2 separate regions of the Sus scrofa genome follow, and region 2 is linked to region 1. A link is a contact called in public HiChIP or PLAC-seq data. All regions are on one chromosome and are shown on one strand. Each heading gives the region's core, a stretch centred on a gene start, on an enhancer-like site or on the middle of the called end of the contact. The rest is flanking DNA. Distances are from core to core; before and after follow the strand shown.

Region 1 (6,578 bases), core at 2,806-5,305:
GGAGCAGCCTGTCTGCCACGTACCGCCAAGCATGGGGGGAGCTGGGGACGCATCAGCCTTTGGCCCTTGGCTTCTGTCAAGAGGATAGGACAAGACTTCTAGACAATGGTTGCCAGCTCCAAGCAGCCTGGCCAGAGCCAGGGGCAGACAGACTCACATGAAGTATGTGGGGCAAGATGCACCCAGCCGGGAAAGGCAGCTGGCCACAGGGGCTGCCTAAGATCCTGCCCAGCTCAGGCCTCTCTTCCAGTGACCTGCGGTTAGAGCAGCCACAGTGTCCGGGAGAGCATCAATCCTGGGAAATGCCCAGCCACAAACAGAGCTCCATGGCCCTCACACCCACCTCTCCACCAGCCACAGAGTGGACTGGCTTAAGCCAGCAGGAAGGGAACCTGCTTGGCTGCATCAAACTCAATGAAGTCCCCTTGGCATTCCCCAGCTAATGACTTCTTGTGGAATTCATGTGCTCAGAGCCAGAGTCTGGCCAACACCAGTGAGGGGAAAGAGCACTAAATTGAGTCAGGAACCAGGGCTTCTCGGCCTGATTCAGCCATTGTTGACTGGAGCTTGGCCTCTGCAGTTCCCACTGGGAAAGCTCTTGGATTCCCTGCACTCATCTGCAGGCCTAATGATTTTGTGCTGCTGGAGATGAGTTGGGGACCCCCAGGAGGGCAGGAGCGGCCCTACATGAGCTTCCTTTCTCAATTTTTCCTGGTTCTGCTACTGGCATGACACAGTCCTGGGTCTCCCTGATCCTCAGAAACCTGCTTATCCCATATCGGGGCTCATGGAAGGTTTGTTGTGTGTGACAGGCTTTTAGGACCAGCCCCAAAAGACCCAGCATTACTAGCATCGTGGTGTCACAGAGAACTGTCCCTTTTAATCTGCTTTTTGCCTGGGTGGAGCGTTTGAGGGTCAGATATTTAGAAACTGAAATGTCCCCTAGACCCCCACATGCTTCCTGTTCATTCCCTGAAGCCCCCACTTGAGTATAGGAGGGAGCTGCATGAAGGGGTGTAAGGCTGGAACTGGAAGCACAAGCCTCCTGGGTCGCTGTTTAGGGCCTTTGGGCTCCCATGGAAGACGGGCTCGATGTGCTGGTGCGAGGCTGCCCCCAAGCCCCTTGCAGACCCCTGGTTACGAGACCCAGAGGAACCCACATGTCTGCCGGAGCCTCCCCAGGCCCTGTTCCTCTGCAGCTGAGGAGGGCCGGGTTGGAGTAGGCTTTCCAGACAGCATAATTCGTGGCTACCCACCACCCCAGGCCCAAAAGTCTCAAGGAAAGAGAGCAGTGGGCAAAGCCCATCAAACCCCACTTGCCTCTGACCCACGGGGGTGACTTTTCACCTACTTTCATTTTCTGGCAAACCTAATTTGCATCCTTATCCTGCCAGATAGTCCTGGATCCAACCCCCAGGGTGCTTCGCCCACTTTCTCCCTCCGAGGTTCACACTCATCTGTGTTCTCTCAAGGCCCCCTGCCTCTGGATCCCCAGCTGGCCCTGGATTCAGTGTGGCAGCCTCTGAGATGCCGCTCACGTGGCCAGGTTTCACTGCTTGCCTCCATGTACAAGTTCGGAGACCTGGCTTAGTGATGCTGGCTGTAAAGAGGACAGGGTGTGACATGCTCTCTGAACACAGCTCCCGGCAGCTGTCTTTGGATGCTGCTCTCCTTGGCCGACTGTGTTCACTGCCTAGGCTTGGCAGCTGGCAGCATAGGAGAAGGGCAGGCTCTGATGTAGTAGATGCTCTGTGGCACAGTGCGAGGGCACTGCCAAGTGGGGATGCAGCCCCCATGGAGAGAGAAGTGGGCTCAGGGGGAGGTCAAAGGACCTTTAACCCTTCCCAGCCAGACTCAGCGTTGTCATCTCAAGAAACCCAAAAGCACTGTCCTCGTGAGTCCTGACAATGCCAGGGTCAGTCTTGGGGTCCCAGTGGACCCCTGTCACCAATCCCACAGCTCAAAAATCCTCTTCAGTTTTTATGTCTCGACTGAGTCTTTGCTTTAGGTGCGGCCCTTTTCATTAGTGGTGTTCTTATAAATAAAATTCTACTTATTACACAGACATTTCTTGAATGTCTGTCATGTGCAGTCTTCACTAGATAAGTGCTTCCCAAACCTGAATCTGTGTTTGAATCCCATGGGATTTTATTTTGGTAGAGGTTCTGATTCAGGAGGTCTGAGTGGAACCAGAGATGCTGCATTTGTAACAAGCTCCCAGGTGATGCCAGTGCTGGTGGTCCAGGGACCACACTTTGAATCATAAGACATTAGATGGATGATGGTTTGTAGGTGATGGGTCAAGTTCATAACAGGCATAGTCTTTTATTGATCTGATGTCAGAAGTGGGGATCAAGCCTGGGAATATTGAGTTCCAGCCACCAAGTTTTCTTTAGGGCTGTGGTCCTCCGCCTAGCTGTTCCCGTGTTAGAATCACATGGGGAAACACTTTACATACAGGTGCCAGGGGCTCTCCTCCAGCCCAATTGATTTCAAAACTCCAGGGATGGACCTGGATGTTCTTTATTGAAGAACTTTCCAGGAGTTCCTGTTGTGGCTCATCGGGTTAAGAACCCGACCAGCATCCATGAGGATGCATGTTCGATCCTTAGCCTCACTCAGTGGGTTAAGGATCCAACATTGCCGTGAGCTGTGGTATAGGTTGAAGACATGGCTTGGATCCCATGTTGCTGTGGCTGTGGTATAGACTAGCAGCTGCAGCTCCAATTCGACCCCTAGCCTGGGAACTTCCATATGCCGCAGGTGTGGCCCTAAAAAGACAAAAAAAAAAAGGACTTTCCAGCTGATTCTGCAATGCAGTAGGCTGAGCATCATTGTTAGGAAGATCCTCCAGAGATACCCCAACTGTGCCGCCATTGTCACATACCAACCCACTAGCCCCGCCCTTGTGAACCAGGCAGGAAACTCGGACCAGGGATTGGACTCTGCTGAGCAATGCAGAGGATTCAGAGCCCAAGCTGGGAGAACATCAAAGCAGAAGATGAGGGCAGCCCAGCCTCAGTTTCCCCTCTGTGCAGGGAGGGAGCTGGGCTGGACCATCTCAGGGGGCCTTTCTTAGGCACCTTACTGTTCTGAGATCCCTCCTGGAAACCCTCTGCGTTCACCACACTCACCAGGGGGCCAGAGCTGCGTCTCCTCCCCTGCTAGCTCCATTTCTGCTCTCAGCAACTGCCCCCTGACCCTGGGTTCGCTTTCCTTTTTCTTGGCCTCAGACATTTGTTGGATCACCTATCACGTGTTGTAGGAAAAGGGCCGCGCTCACAACTCAGGTCGAAAGGTGGGGGCCCCCATAAAGCTGAGGATGTGATCCGTTTCCCTGACTAGCCTGCCGCATGCCTCCCGACTGCCAGCCGCATGTTTGCAGGATCCCACATTGATGGATTCTGACTTCCAGGAGATCGTGGGCTGCCCACAGCCCCCAGGTTACAGAAGTCACCAAAACACTGCCTTGATCTTCACCAGGGAATTGTGGCATGATGAGGGGGAGGGGGCTCTGGTTTCACAGCGAGGTGAAGAATGAGTGTGCCTCTTTTTATGGGACCTTTGGAATGATAAGAATTGGAGGCCTGCGCCCCCTCCACCCAGCTCTGCCCCGTCACCACCCTGGGCCCTCCGCTCTGGGCTCAGGGAGTGCTCCTTTGCCGAGATATGCTTGGGTAGTGTAAGTTCAAGCCCTCCTCTGTTGAAATGTGTGTGCCCTGTTTAGCCAAGAGGTGTCTGCATCTGAGCTATGCAGAGCAAAGTATTATTAGAGCAGGCATCAGTGTGTCTGTAACTGAACCCAACTCTCCCTAGCAACCGTTGTCAACAACACATCTAACAGAAGGAGGCAATACCTTTTTTTGAAAGAAAAAAAAAAAAAAGAACCCCTCATCTCACCAAGTTGTAAACACAGCAGGGCTGTTGTGAAAAGACAACGCAAAATCAGAACCTGGCATGTGACCAGATTTTAAAATAAATTGCTCTCTACCAGGACCTTCTAGAAGACTGCCTCTTACAAAGCTGACCTAGAGCTAGAAAATGGATTGACTCTTCAGAGTTTCAAGCTGGGTCACCACTAAGCATTATGTTTGGGGCTTTTGATACATCGAAACTCATTGAGTGGTGACAGGAGCTCCATGGTGCCAGGGGTCTCTGGGAGTGATTTTTTTTTTTTCTGCTTTTTAGGGCCATACCCATGGCACATGGAGGTTCCCAGGCTAGGGGTCCAATTGGAGCTACAGCTGCCGACCTGTGCAACATGGGATCCAAGCCTCGTCTGCAATCTACACCACAGCTCGTGGCAACACCAGATCCTTAACCTGAGCATGGCCAGGGATCGAACCCACAACCTCATGGTTCCTAGTGAGATTCGTTTCCACTGCACCACCATGGGAACTCCTCTGGGAGTGATTTTAACTGTAGGTTTCAGCCCTAGAAGGTGCATTCAAGACTTTCTGGTTTGGCTGCCCCCTCGATGAATCAAAATGCACCCTGGGAGTTCCTATTGTGGCTCAGTGGTTAGCAAACCCGACTAGCATCCGTGAGGACATGGGTTCGATCCCTGGCCTCGCTCAGTAGGTTAAGGATCTGGCATTGCTGTGAGCTGTGGTGTAGGCAAGCGGCTACAGCTCCGATTCAACCCCTAGCCTGGAAGCCTCCATATGCCTCAGGTGCGGCCCTAAAAAGACAAAAAAAAAAAAAAAAAAAATGCACTCTACGTCTTCAGGGCTTGTAGAACCCATCCACCCCTCTCCTATCCTTTTTCTCTCATCTCTGCCCCTGTCTTGGTCCCATATTCACTGGCTTGGGCAGACGGACCGAGCTATTCCTTGAACTCAATTCATAAAAGGGAAGCTCCTTATCTCCCAGGTGTCTCCAGGAGACAGGATTCAGGAAAATCAAAAGTTGTTCCTCTTTACCCCAAACTGGAGTTCCTAACCCCAGTCTTTTACAGAAGGAGAGAGGAGATGGACAAACATTGAGTCAGGGGATTCTAACCAGCTCTGAGTTGTAAGTTTCTTGAGGTCAGGAATCCTGGCTGTGTGGTCATTGGTCCCCTGCTGCTGGCATCATGGTATATCCTGGTATAGAGTGGGTGCTCAACCAGGGCCTGTAGGTGGCAGGGACACAGCCCTTAGCCTTAGGTACCATTGCTTCCCGGTGTGAGATGGGCATCTCCATTCTCCTGAGCACTTTCCAGCCAGGAATCATCCCCCACGTTTACAGATGAGACAGTGGCTCAGCAAGACTACAAGCCTTACCCAAAGTCATGGGGCCAAACTGGGTTCGGTCCAGCACCCCAAGTTCTTAGCTCCCATGCCACCCCCACTCCCAGATAGGGTGTAAGGGTCAGAAAGTTGGGGAAATCAGGAATCCATCTCATGAAGCTATCAGCGGGGATTTCAAAATCCGTCTTCCTAGAAGAATCCCACTGGGTTTCCAATTGTCTCTGGGTCTCTGGGCTTTCCAGGCCAAGGGAGGGCTGACGGTGTCTGAGGAAGCACCTCTCCATCTGCTATATGCAGATGAACCGCACATCTGTTCTTCCTGAGACTGGCTCTCCCCTCGCACCCTGTCCCTCAACCCTGAGCTCCGCCCTAACTCCTGCACGCCCACCGCTGAGCCGATGTGCACTCCAGGCATGTAAACTAATTTTACTGTTGGCCCAAGCCAGGCATACCCAGGGATAGAAGCACATTGTTCTGCGCATTCCAGAGCCTGAGCAAAGCCCTGGGCTGTACCCACCCCAAGCTCCTCTCCACTGGTTGCTAGAAATCAAGAGGGGAGGAAGCGAAGGGCTAGTGGGCAATGCAAGCAATGCTCCCCATGGGCAAGTTATGGAGGGTGGTTTTGGAGGTCCACCGAAGGTCTCTTTTTCTTAGAAAATGTTGCTCCGTGGGCACCCTGTGAGTCATTGGTGCACTTGCAGGCAAGGGCCAGGCAGAGCAGGCACACACATTCCCCGACGGTGGGCTCCAGCAGGCTTGCCTCACATGGCCTGTCACAGGAGCTTGGCCTGCATAGGAGTCCATGGCAGACACAGCTCCCCCACTGGGGACAGCGATGCCTGGCTGGTACCCAGGCTCTTAGCACCCCCCGACCAGAACCAGGGGGAGGCGGGGGGAGGGGATGGGGCTGTGCCACCTGCCCAACTTGTTGCCCCCCCTTGCTTTGGAATGAGTGAATTTTACCTTCTTCCTTCCAATCTTCATATCTTCCTCTCAACAAACACTCATCAAGGAGTTCCTGTTGTGGCTCAGCGGGAACGAACCCAGCTAGTATCCATGAGGATGCGGGTTCAATCCCTGGCCCCACTCAATGGGTTAAGGATCTGGCGTTGCCGTGAGCTGTGGTGTTAAGTCGCAGACACGGCTCAGATCTGGTGTTGCTGTGACTGTGGTGTAGGCTAGCCGCTGTAGCTCTGATTAGACCCCTAGCCTGGGAACTTCCATATGTTGCAGGTTCAGTCCTAAAAACAAACAAAAAACAACACTCGTTGAGCACCTGCTATGTACAGCGTGCCGTGCAGGAGCCATGTGTGTGCGTGTGTGTGCGCGTGCGTGTGTGTGTGTGTG
Region 2 (6,578 bases), core at 1,663-4,162, 290 kb after region 1:
CAGGATTCAGTCCAAAAAATGTCATATTCTAAATGTCAGATCAGCAACCTAGAAAGAGTCACTCTTCCCTTTATGTTCTTTTCAAGCCTGTGGGGAGCGATAATGCATCCTGTGATGGCTCAGCCAAGTCCAGCCTCCTCGCTCAAGCACCTTCACTCCTGACTTGGCCAGTGATGCCCAGGCCACAGGGCATTCCTGGGTCCTCACCTTTCTACCCCATCTTCTCTCCCGCCTCCTCGGTCCCCTTGTGGGCTCCAGCCAGTGACAGCTGGGTGGATGCACCTGAGGACCACTAAAGCTCTGGGCAGGTGGAGGAAGAGCTCAGGGGGGATGGCGGCTTTGTTTCCACAGACTGCATCTGGAAGGGGCCAGCAGGGGGCAGGTTTCCGCCCCTCTCTTTCCAAGACAGTTGTCTTGTGACTCAGCTCAATGAGGAGGGAAAAACCCATCTCTCAAGCCTGGAGCTTGGTCTCAATCCAAAGCTACTTACAACAATCTTGTTGTTTTGATTTTTGGAGCCAGAGGTAATGCTAGACGCTCGAATTTGGCCGGAATGTTTTTATCAGCTCCAGTGAATCAACCCACCACAGTGGGACATCCGGACGCCCGGCCCAGAGACAAAGCAAAGGTCTGATTTGGTGGTTGAGACTCGGGTATAACAAGCAGACCAAAAGCTTTAAAGACTGTCTCTGCTGTCAGCCATGTGATCTGGTGAAAACCCACAGGAAGTTCAGCAAACAGATGTAGGGCTCAACTGCAATAACTATATTACCACAAAAGTTCAATGGCGTTTTTCCTCTTCTACCTAAAGATTATATAGATAGCATTAGAAACGCCAGCAAGCACTGACATGGCTCCAAGAGTGCTTGGTGCAATTTAAAATCAAATAGCTAGATAACACATTAAAAAAAAAAATTCCTGAAAAGACTGTATCAAGCCTCTAAATAGGCAAGTGACTGGTGATGGTCAGTAGCGAGGTGGCCTGTCACTGCTGGGAGATGGGGTGGGACAGACGAGGAGAGCTCCTACAATGCACGAAGGGGCTACTGTGGGCAGGTTCTGCACAGCTGGAGAGTAAACTGGTTTCAAGATTCTGTCTTAAAAAGATATCAAGGTAGGCATTTTACAGGCGATTATTTTATCCAGGGGTGATGTTGGATGATGAACCAGTTTCCCTAGTATTTCTTCCCTATTTTTCTTTTCTTTTTTTTTTTTTTTTTTTTGGTCTTTTTAGGGCTGCACCCAAGGCATGTGGAAGTTTCCAGGCTAGGGGTCGAATCGGAGCTACAACTGCCAGCCACAGCCACAGCCACACGGGATCCAAGATGCATCTGTAACCTACACCACAGTTCACGGCAACTCTGGATCCTTAACCCACTGAGCGAGGCCAGGGATCAAACCCGTACCCTCATGGATACTGTCCGGTTTGTTACCACTGAACCATGATGGGAATTCTTCCTCCCTTCTTTTACTCTGTGTTAATACTGGGTCCTTCAACTAAACGTTGGTGAGCGCCAACTATCTATGAAGCACTGTGCTTGAGGCTGCAGAGGAAAGAGGAATAGCTGTTGCTCCTCTAACGGGGGTATGATTTAGCAGGAGGCAGAACGTGACACAAGATGGAAGAACAATGCTCAGGAGAGGTGTTCTCCCAGGCAGACTGGCTAACACTGGGCTTGGAAGACTGCTGGTCGGCTTTGAAGAGCAAGCTCCAGGAAAAGAATCCATATGATCAACTCAGCTCAATTATGGTCTGAACAAGGAGGCCACGGCCTACTCTTCTATGCATAATGGAATGTGCTGCTGATGGATCACATATTATTACCTAACTTGATAAGCAAAAGATAAGCACTGGCCTACGAATAACAGCACTGCTGACCGTGGAGCAGTTCCATTTTATGCAAATTCGTTTCAAAATTAGTGAAAAACCTAAATTCAAAATACAGAAGATTATAGAGGGCTATTTATTAAAAGTTACAAATGAGGAAATACAAAGCTAGAAGGAAGAAGTCCACCATGAGGAGGCTCGGAGGGCAGTCACGATACCTTGCATACCTAAGAGCATGATGGCCGGCCAGGCAGCGGGGACCTCACGGACCTCTCTGGGCAGTAAGTTATCACCAAAAAGGGAGCTACAGGGTGAGCACACACCCCTATCCTGAAAGCTCAGGCTGGGCGACCGCACCTCCCTCTCAGGACCTTGTTTTGCCATCTCTGAGGATTACGAGCCACACTAATGGCTTCTGTGACTAGGGGCAAAACAGAAGGATACAACAGAAGGTTGCAGCCGCACCTGTGATGAGCCCTCCACAAACTCACCATCACGCCATCAGCCAGAATCTGAGATCCATGTGAGTCAGAAGTCTGCGTGAATGTCCCCGTCAGACCCTTCTCTCACAGGTCCAGGTTAAGGGGTTCCTGAGGAGGAGCAGGTCTTCAGTTTTAAATTTCTCTCTCTTTTCTGGGGGCTGATAGGGTGGCCTGGAGGAGGAGGAAGAAAGGACAGGCTCTCCTGCTGCAGGGGGAGTTTGAGAAAGGCCCTGACAGATGGGTTCTGCCCTGCAGGGGCAGGACGGGTGGCAGGGAGGGAGCTGGCGTTGCATGTCCAGAGGCCCTTGTGAGCCAACAGAGAGGCCAGCGTCTCACCTGTGGGCCTGGCCAGTCATGTGGGACCAGCGCACAGCAAGGCTGGTGGCTGGAGACACTGCTGGAAAGACAAGGAGAGGGGGGGTCTTGAGGGTCAGGATAACAAGTCTGTTTATTTGGAGAGACTAGAGTTGAGAGAACAGGTAGGCTAGGGATAGATATTTCCAATTTAAAAGTCATTGGCTCTGAGATGGCAACTGACGTTGCCAAGTGTGTCAACTCCTCAAGAAGACTGAATGCAGCACTGAGTCCAGGCCCTGTTTCAAAGGCAAACCAATTGCAATACTGAAGGCTGGGAGGGAGAGAACGTTTTGATCCCACAGTGGGAGATGAAGGGCAACAGCAGAGAATTTACTGGCAGAACTTCCTGTGCTGAAAGTGAGCCCAGAGGGGGAGCCACAGATGATTGGAATTGCTGGTCCTTCCTGCAGTGCGGACTCAGATATCTGGCCAAGAGAGTGAGAGCCTGGAGAAAGAAAGGCATTCCTGGGAGTTCCTGTTGTGGGTCAGTGGAAATGAATGTGGCTAGGATGCATAAGGATTCAGGTTCAATCCCTGGCCTTGCTCAGTGGGTCGGGGATTGGGTGTTGCCATGAGCTGTGTTGTAGGTCAAAGACGAAACTCGGATCCCACATTGCTGTAGCTGTGGCATAGGCTGGCAGCTATAGCTCTGATTTGACCCCTAGCTTGGGAACTCCCACATGCCACCGGTATGGCCCTAAAAAGCAAAAAAGAACGCATTCCTACAAAAAAAAAAAATTCTAAGTAGAATCTAAGCTCCATAAGGGCAGTGTTTTTTTTTCCTACGGATATGTCCCCTCAGTGCTAGAATATCGTTAGGTGCTTAAGAGATACTTGCTCAGTGAGTGAACAAAGGACTAAACCAACAAAGAGGTAAAAATTGCTGTTTGTAGAAAAACTCAAGAGGTATGGGAGGAAAAAAGAGTTGGGAAAACTGAGTCCTGCTCACTAAGTGAGTTAGTGGAATAACTGCCCAAATTTATTTGGGATAAAATGAGCCAAATTAAGCCTATGTCCCTTTCAGAAGCAAATGCACTGACTTACTGGGGCTTGGGGGGGAGGGCAATACTTCAAGACTAATAGATTAATTTACTTCTCAAATTGCCTGTTTTCCTTACCATCGCCTTACTGCCGGTATAGTCTCACATGGGAAAATCAGATCATGGATAATGAATGATGTTGATGTAGGTGGTCATGGTCCTATTTTATATTTCAATATCCATCTAACTATGGAAGACAAAGTGAGCCCATCCACGTGCACTAGTCATGACCCGATGCCTGGTAGGTAAACTGAGACAAGCTCCATTTTTATTGAGTCCTTCACTTACTCTTGTCAAAACTGCAATATGGGTTTTGGAGTTCCCGTCGTGGCTCAGTGGTTAACGAATATGACTAGGAACCATGAGGTTGTGGGTTCGATCCCTGGCCAGGCTCAGTGGGTTAAGGATCCCGAGTTGCCGTGAGCTGTGGTGTAGGTTGCAGACTCGGCTTGGATCCCACGTTGCTGTGGCTGTGGCATAGGCTGGCGGCTACAGCTCCGATTCGACTCCTAGCCTAGGAATCTCCACATGCCTAGGGAGCAGCCCAAGAAATGGCAAAAAGACAAAAAAAAAAAAAAAAAAAAAAAAAAGACTGCAATATGGGTTTAAAAAAAAAAAGTGGGGGGGTGTGAGTGTGTGTGGTATGACCTCAAAATCTAACAGTTAAACCCTAACTACAGTGTCTGTGATAATATTTCTTTACACTTTTCAGATTATTTTTTCAGATTAATATGTAAATTAGGTGGGAGATAAAGATTTAGAGAAAGATTCTAAATCATGTTTAGACAAATTCTGGCAGAACAAGGATCTTTGCTGTGTCTGGAATGTCCATGCTGGGAGTTACAGGTGGGTGACATGTGGGGGACAAGGGCAGATGAGGGGCTTTGCTGGCACTGCCCTGGCCCTGATGGATGTGCCTCTGAGAGGAAGAGCATTTGTGTGGTTATGTCAGGTGGGAACACAGCCTTGGCCAGAGCAGGTCAAAGAGTTATCTGGAAAGAGAATTCCAACTAGGACAGACAGAGATAAGAAGTTGTCTTTAATTTCTTGAGTTATCTCCTTTGAACATTCTTAGGATTTAAATTATAAGTAAATGTGACAATTTTGCAAGCCTTCCAGGGGCACCCCACCCTCAGAAAAGTCAGGCCTTAATTATTCCTGAGCAAGAAGTTAAAACCAGGCTCTGCTAATCAACACTCCCACGTATCCATTATATGGGAGAATTTCATTCCCTCTGCTTATGGAAAGAACAATCTATTCCAAGCGGTACATGAAAAGCCTTGGGGCTGCTAAGTCAATGTTTTCTTCTATCTACTTGGAGAAAATCCTCCTAAAATCCCCTAATTCTAATGGCATGCATTTTACAACCTAAAGTTCAACCTCAGTGCTTCCTACGGCAGCATTTCCCAGTGTCGCAAGCATGGTCCATGAGTGAGGTCTGAGCCAGACCTGTGACTTCCTGTCAGACGCAACAGTCCTGGCCAAGTGGTTACTCTAACGTGTGAGACTGATGAATGAAAGGCACAAACGGAGGTTTGTTTCACAGTCATGAGGACTGACAAAGGGGATTAGAATTAGCAAATCTAGAGGAAAGGGACAGAAGCAGAGTGCTCCCAATGATTCTTAATTTGCTGATATAAAGTGAGTCCACCAATGTGAGGGAGAGCCATCTAGAAGACGGGGCCCCTCAGTGTCAACTGGACAGGTCTAGGTTAGCCTGAAAAATCTGTATTACTTTCCTGAACCTTAACATGAAGAAAGCCCGGAACCAAAGAACATGAGCACTAGAAGAGATGCAACACCCTTAGCTCCCAATTCTAAAAAGAAGGTACAAACATGTATAAATAAAACCACAAAAATCCTTAACAGCCTTAACAGTCGTACGGGCCAAGTAAACAGGAATTCATATTAAATGACTAGTGTATAAGATTACTTTTTAAGAAATTGTTCTCATATAGGAAACATATTCATTACCTCAACCCCAAAACTCCTTCAGACTCAGGCTTGTTCTCTTTGGGAATGCAGGTGATGCTTTCCAAAAAGTAAAAAAAAAAATTTATTGTGCTAAACCATAATGGGAAATAGTATGAAAAAAAGTATTAAAAAATGCTATTGATAAGTTAGTTGTGTTTTTATCTCCTTGAAGACAGTAAAATGATTACTGTCATTTTATTAAATGACGTTATTAAATGATTCAAAAACCTGATTTGGTGTTATGCATCACACTGTAATATCACCTTACTGTGTTCTTTCTATTTGCAAAAGAGCTATCAATGGTGAAACACTCAACTGCTTGAAAATCTCAAGACAGAAGATAAGCAATTGAATGCATCAGAAAGAACTAACCAGAGCAGGTTGTCTAATTTTTCTCAGGGAAAACATGAACAGCAAGAAGCAAAGACAGAGAAAAGTGGGTGGTGGGATATGCCACTGAAGGGCGGGGGTGGGGATGGCATAAGAAAAAACACTAGTACGACAGAGTTATGTGACTCGAGACCTCAGACAAAAAAAGAAAATAATGAAGGGGAGCCTACCTCACTATACATTAAACCATAAAGTTAAATAATTGAGTGGTATATGATATTCCTCCCCTTTAATCTGGACCATCATTGATGTTCATAATTTAGAACTTATACCTGCTATAATCACAGAAGAAGTAATCAAAAGATCTGTATAAAATATCTCATCTGGGGAAGACAGGATATGATTTATTTTATAATACCCCCCCCAAAATAAAAAGAGGTTGAAATTTAAACTTCCAAAAGTTTTGATTTTGAAAACAAAGTGAGGGTAATCAGATAAAAAGGTGAAAGGATGGCAAAAAACAGTCTTCAGTACGATCTAGGGGGTACAGATTCTGCTGGGAGCTTC

What was found. HiChIP or PLAC-seq counts read pairs in DNA pulled down with a chosen protein or histone mark.
Region 2: a contact with region 1 is called in an H3K27ac HiChIP or PLAC-seq map of skeletal muscle. The contact joins two enhancer-like sites. A contact is called at or near these places in 2 of 2 datasets of contacts at active chromatin or transcription factors (alveolar macrophages and skeletal muscle).

What each region holds. Positions count from the first base shown.
Region 1 is chr1:98,359,931-98,366,508 of Sscrofa11.1, forward strand. The region is part of intron 9 of CTIF (CBP80/20-dependent translation initiation factor); the gene reads left to right. Among named protein-coding and RNA genes, the nearest start is that of TRNAD-GUC, 130 kb to the left of the region's middle. Within about 2 kb of position 4,056, at least 10 of the 83 cell types and tissues checked have an H3K27ac peak or open chromatin away from gene starts, as enhancers often do. A contact at or near this core is called in skeletal muscle, where this site is marked.
Region 2 is chr1:98,649,924-98,656,501 of Sscrofa11.1, forward strand. The region is part of intron 16 of DYM (dymeclin); the gene reads right to left. Among named protein-coding and RNA genes, the nearest start is that of SMAD7, 110 kb to the left of the region's middle. Within about 2 kb of position 2,913, at least 7 of the 83 cell types and tissues checked have an H3K27ac peak or open chromatin away from gene starts, as enhancers often do. A contact at or near this core is called in skeletal muscle, where this site is marked.